Linked DNA regions of Triticum aestivum: region 1 is linked to region 2. A link is a contact called in public Hi-C data. All regions are on one chromosome and are shown on one strand. The core of a region is the stretch at or near the end of the contact, and the rest is flanking DNA. Distances in the headings are between cores, read along the strand shown.

Evidence for each region. A called contact is a pair of places that touch in the nucleus more often than the background predicts.
Region 1: a Hi-C map of leaf shows a contact between it and region 2, with 5 times the contacts expected there. The contact joins the promoter of LOC123078854 here to the enhancer-like site in region 2. A contact is called at or near these places in 5 of 5 Hi-C or Micro-C datasets (leaf, root and an unstated tissue) and 1 of 1 datasets of contacts at active chromatin or transcription factors (leaf).

What each region holds. Positions count from the first base shown.
Region 1 is chr3D:355,441,678-355,444,720 of IWGSC CS RefSeq v2.1, reverse strand. LOC123078854 (transcription factor LATE FLOWERING) reads right to left here and starts at 1,790. Exons shown (of 3, transcript XM_044501496.1): 1 at 1,412-1,790; 2 at 1,056-1,246; 3 at 1-550. The coding sequence starts at 490.
Region 2 is chr3D:355,384,331-355,387,607 of IWGSC CS RefSeq v2.1, reverse strand. No RefSeq gene overlaps it. Among protein-coding and RNA genes, the nearest start is that of LOC123078854, 57 kb to the left of the region's middle. Within about 2 kb of position 1,622, at least 4 of the 8 cell types and tissues checked have an H3K27ac peak or open chromatin away from gene starts, as enhancers often do. A contact at or near this core is called in leaf, where this site is marked.

The DNA.
Region 1 (3,043 bases), core at 541-3,040, 57 kb before region 2:
GGTGCGACGTCGTGGTGGGCGATATGGTGGACGTCGGCGACGCCACCTCGGTTACGTCGTGGCCGCCGCCACCGCCGCTGTAGTTGTTGGACTCCCCGGAGGAGATGTTACAGACGGTGGTGCCGCTGTAGCCGGAGAACATGGCGCCGTTGGAGACGGCCCCGGGGTCACCCTCCCCGCCGCACGGGAGCACGCTGGAGAAGGCGAGCGCCGAGTCGAGCAGGCCGTCGTGCGCGCTGGCGCCGTCGACGACGGACGAGAACACGTCGACCCCCGAGCCAAAGAATCCCAGCGGGCCGTTATTAACCGCTGCGCCTCCGACGGCAGCACCGTAGCTCGAGCTCACCTGGCCTCCTCCGCCGAAGTCGCACTGGAGCTGGCCGAGGAAGGCGTCGTCCAGGTCGAACCGGCCGCAGCTCAGCTGGCTGACAGGACGGGGCAGGTAGGCGTCGTCGTGCAGGCCGGGGCCGGACCAGCCGAAGGTGTCCATCGCCGCCGCCGGGAGAAGCTAATTAACTAGGCAGCGACTGGCGCAGGGATTCTGGGACGGCTGCACGTAACAGAGAGTGAAAGCGTTAGCATATATTATTCTCGGCTGTAAATAGAGTGATACTATGAATGACACGAATACGATCGAGGAGGAGGGAATCAAAATTGAGGCATGGAGTGGAGGGGGGTGGGCCGCGGCCGGGGTGGAAACGTGAACGTCAGGGAGCAGTGTCACGCGGGCGAGGTATTGATGGGCGGACAAGGACGGCCGGCCGGGGGAGAGAAACCGGAGATGTCTCGAACCCTATAATTACACCGCCATCTGCTATACTCTACGACTTACTACCAATCTCAAGAATCCTACTCGACTTGCCATGCACATGTCTCTTTATGTGAAAAGTAGGTTATTACACCCCGCCGGCCTCAAATATTTTGCTGTAATATATAGGACTATCTGGTACTGTACTAGTACTAAGCAGCCTGATTAAGTGTGCATGCATAAAACCGCATTCTCTAACTATATGTGCTAGTCAGTATGCGTATAGATTCTTTGCAGCTCGCCATACCTGTGAGATGAAACCAGATGGCTGGATGGAACAACAATGGGAGGCACCAGCTAACTTCGCCGCCGATGGTGGAGCACAGCTTGAAAGACCGATCCAATTCCAAGGCCGGCAACTCCTTGGGCAGGGAGCTAGCACGTCATCAAGAAACGCCGGCGAGCAAGGCCGAGAGACGCGCAGCGGGTTCGATCGACCTGGAATAAGCCAAGAAAGAGCCTGAGACCTCGAGCCAGCAAGAAGCAAATTTCTTCATAGACCGTACCCAACCAAGCAAGCTACCATGCATGAAAAGGAGGAGGAGAAGATGCAGCCGGAGATTTGAAGTACTAGACACTGTGGATAGATAGATGTAGACCTACCTGCGTCTTGCAGAGAGGAGTAGACCACTCTAATGGCAACAGAGCAGATGATTGATCAATCGATGGCTTTGGACCTGATCGAGAGCAAGCCGGCCGGTCTAGCAACCTAGCTTACTTCCGGGAAAGAAGCTCTGGATCTATGCTATGCTAGCTCTGAGAAGGAGAGGGAGAAGACAATACAGATCATACGTGTGGGATATGGTCCTCCGGTTTATGGCAGTATATGGGGCTTCTTTTATAGATGGCTAAGCTAGCTCTATGTGTCCATGTGTGTATGATGGCTCTATGTATATACAGTAGTAGCAAGCTCTCTCTGTGTGGAAAACGAGAGTAGTCGAAGCATATGGGATGGTTTCTCTTTCTCCCCTAGCATAGCATAGCGTAGCGTTCTCTGTTCCTGTGGGGCTGTTCAGTTGGGAAAGGATGATGATGAGTGGGCAGCAGAGCACATGAAGTTGCACAGCTGATGACGCGCTCTCATAAATACTTGTCCAAATCTGTAATCTTTATGTATCTTACACAGCTTACGCTTCTGTTTTCAACAATGCTTCATTTTGTTTTTTGCACCACCTACGTACGTAATCTGCAGTGCAGTGCAGGGGTTTACCCCATCACACTCTCACTACATGTAGTGTAGAACCTCCTAGCCAGGTCTTCGATTACAAAAATATCTGGAGAGACACATTATGTACATGTACTAAAATTAAACCGTGAAGTAAAAATGGGTTGTGTGCATGCAGAGGCAGGGAGAAATTCGTCCGTTTTCTAGGAAAAGATCGAGCAAAAGGATTCCACTTACTTAATTTGGTCTCTGATCTAAAGCATCCTGCTTGTTCCTGGGGCTCTGGTAGCCTTTTTTTGCCTTTGGATTCAGACTGAAGAATCAGAAGAGGTTGGTGACTGCCACGCTGTCCTGTCCGTTTCAGCGGTAGTAACTTTTTGTTACTATATTTTTGCCCATTATGTGATACCACGAGGCACAAGGTGAAGGAGCAAGCCATATTTGGTTTACCCGGCCCCCTCTCGCTTACACCTTTTGGTACCTCTCATAAGCAATTTGTGCAGTTTTCTCTCTCTCTCTTGGACATGGATGATTTCCTACCTATATTATATTATAAACAGTAAAAATGATCCGTTCCAACCATAAGTGTAGTAGTATAAGTTAACGGTGAAGCAACATGGATCTTACTACTAGTTAAATCCTTTTACAGAGAGCAAGATGACAAGGGATCTACATCAGGTTGCTGGAGAGTAGATGCAAATTGGGGGATAAGCAGACAAAACTATGACGACAAAGCAAGGAGAGGGAAACAAAGACACCTCAAAAAACAAAGAGAAATTTAATGCTTGCATGTTTTCACATCCTTTTTTTATTTTGGTTAAAACAAGATAGGAGGGCCCATAAAATCTCTGTATATGATAGGGTCATGTAGAGTATAGGACCACGCATTGATGATGATAGGCAACCGATTTCGTAAGATTTGGAGTCTAGAGCTTTGTTTTACATGCGTGTATTTTTTATTTTTTTAAAGATCTCCCACGAAATGGAGATGTTTGACAGTTTGGAGGATAGCACTTGCGTTAGCTTTGTGAGGCAGTGACGACATGTTGGTTGGTTAACCCCCTCAGTCA
Region 2 (3,277 bases), core at 373-2,872:
TCTTGAGCATTGAACCTGGGGAAGGCGGCGGCGGCCGAGCCGCTCGTGATGATGTCGTCCATGTCGGCTTCCGTGCGTCGGGGTTGCCGAGATGCGACGACGAGGCTTGCGAGAAGTGCAGTGCGTCACGGCGCAGAGGCGGCGTCGGGGAGGCTGCGTAAGCCGGCGGTGAGTAGGTGTAGGGGGGTACTGGACGCCGGTGAACGCGGGTGAGGGCGTGCGCTGGGCGGGGTGGCCATGTGGAAAGGTGATGTTGGGGTTGAACCCGCCGTGCACGTCGCCGTCGGCGTAGCTAGGCGAGGGCGCGCAACCCTAGGGGTGTGTCGACGGCGAGAAACCAGCCGGCGACCTGACGCTCTGCTGGCTCCAGGGAGCGTGCGGGCCATGGCCGCCGGGTGGATTCATCATCTCCGCATGAGACACCTCTGCTTGCTCCGCCGCGCGAGACGCCTCTGCCTGCTCCGCCGCAGCCGCCGCCGCCCTGTCCCGGGCCCTCTTGGCGTTGAGCCTCTTCCGACGATCGGTGGTGACAGCCTCCCGGCGCTGAATCTCCGCCTTCTAGTCGGTTTGGACGGCTGCACGTCGGCTTTCTCTGCTTTGGCTGGGTGGCATCGGCATCGGTAGCGGCGCGAGGGGCCGTGTACTTCTTCGGCGGCATGGTGGCCGGATGGAGGGGAGATGGAGGAGAATGGCGGGAGAAGAGGGGCAGAAGGGGGGAATGGAGGGAAATGGAGAGGGAAAAGCGGGGGGATCGGCGGGAAAAAGGGCCTTCTCTCGCCGACAGAGCGGACCCACGCGCCTTTTCGCTTCGGCCGGCGCCCCCAGGCGACCCCCGGGGGCTTGGGATCGGCTCGGGTTCGCCGGCTGTTATTTCGGCCCAAACCGGCGATAAACAAGGCCATGTGGGCAACTGGACCGATTTTTCGGCGCCGACGCTAAAAGAAGAGCCCGGGAGGGCATGTTGGAAGCGCGAGTGGAGATGCTTTAACTACTCTACTCCGTGGAACCCCGTAAATAAATTCCATAATGCAGCAGGACACATTTGATACCCTAGCGTTGGACCACCGGAGTTGCGATCTCCGACATTGAAGCTTCATTGATCCCACCATGTTCGGCGCTAGTGCTTCTAAAAGCAACCTCTCAGGTATCCTACGCATGGACCATTTTGGCAATGCCCATAGGTTGGTTGAGTGATGAGTCTACTCGCATGAAACTACCGGAATGCTACTGCGCACCATACCACTAGTTTCTACTTTCTACATGATCGATACCCAGCAAGATCTTTGTAGTAGTATTTCCTTGGACCAAGGTAGGGGTGCATGTCGTATTAGCGTTCATGTCGTTCTGGCGGGATCCCGGATCCGGTATGATACATACGTGTTGCGCGCAGCTGAGCTGGGCGAAGTAAGCAGGCCGCGCACTCTGCCCCCGGATCGAGCCCCCACATTTAATCGGCATGGCCGCTCGCTCCCCGTTGCTTCCTCCTCCTCCGATCCGATCCCTCGCCCCGCGCCCGCGCGCGCTCTGCCGTGCCCCGGTCGCCCGCGGGGAGGGCTAGGCGAGATGGGCCGGACACGCGCCCAGCGGGAGCGCGCGCGGCAGCACACGTCCCTGTCGCCCGCACGGACCACCCTGAGGGCGCAGCCTGCAGGTCAGACCTCAATTATGGCGGACGCGCCCTCTCGCAGCTCCCCTGGCCTGCCCGGTCAGTTCAGCTCACCCGGCCGCCCAGAGCGATCGCTCCCGGCCCCCGGCCCCCCCGGGGGCTCCAAGAACCGGTCCCTGTACATGCACGCTGTCACTGGCCGGCTTAATGCTCTCGCCTTGTCCCCGCGCGCGCCCGCCGTCCCCGTCATCGTGCCCGTCGCCGTCGTAAGAATCCAGCGCGCGGCCTTCAGAGGGCTTCTACGCCACCAGTTTCGCGGAGGCGGATCGCGGGCGGATACGGATTGGGGAGAGGGATGGGTGGTGGCTTTTGTTTCCGGGGCCCGATCACGTCGGCGTCGAGATGTGTCCGTGCTCATCCGAGAGGCGCGAATTGATGCACCAACCTCCACCTAGCCTAGCTCCACTTTGATGGCCGATGCCGAGAGCGCGCGCTGGAAATGCACGTACGCACGCAGCGCAGCGCAGGAACATTTCTCTGCCATTCCGCTGGACATGCACCCATGCCCATTCCACTGCCCGTGATGAACATCATGAACAGAACTTCTACCGCTCCTTTGTATCCTCTTCTTGGATCTCCTCCTAAATTTGATAGGGAGGCAAGAATAGATGGAAGCGGTATCTGGTCGGTCTTACCATTACTCCATTAGGTTACCGTTAGATGGCTAGCTGGAGTGGAGCCATATGAGGCTAGCTATAGTGGGGTAACTTAGATAGTAACTTAACACATCCCAACACAATTTTGCTTATGTGACAAGTATTTAATAAGGAAAGAGGTGCTTGTGGTAACATAATATGTTACTGTAACATAGCGCTTCCCGAAACAAAATGAGTCTATGAGCTAATAAATGAAACCATCTATAACACTACTACTTAGTTACTTTGTACTATGAAGATAGTAACTTAGACTAGTGTCATATGCACGACACTAATATAAGTTACTCCCCACTATGACCAGCCTGAGTGCATGAAAATGTAGTTCCGGTTGCAGCGGCTCGATCTGTGCTCTTCACTCGCCGGACCCGTGCTACTTACTCGAAGGTTGTTGTGCAGGCCGGGGACCAGCAGATCGATCTTCCTAGTCCAACCCTTCTCCTACCGAGCGATCTATCTGTGCATCATTCAACTGTTGGTCGTCTATTAATGGCTAATGTAAGGCGTAGTCAACACTTTTGAATGATTAAGCAGAGGCGTTAATCTGCTGTGTGCGGTGCATTGTATCTGTGTGAGGCGACTAACACACAGCAGGTGGTCCAAGAGCAGACTAATTGCATCGTCCCTGCAAGTTGGTAATCGGTCAAACATCCTTGGGAGGTTGACTAAAAAAATGTTTGTTACTACCTCAGCCCGGCCTTACCTAGTCCCCTCGTATTTTGAATAATATTTTGACTATAGCTCTAACTAATAAAATATATCCCCCCAAAAAATAATAAAATATAAATTATGTGTACTAACAAAAATAATATCACTGATATCAAATTTTTGATGGTGATGATATTTTTTGACCATATTTTTCTGTTACATGCATTAAATTTTTGATAGTCAAAGATGTGGTCATATTTTTTGAAGCTTTATCATGTGGTACTTAATTAGTATTTGAAGTATGAATTCC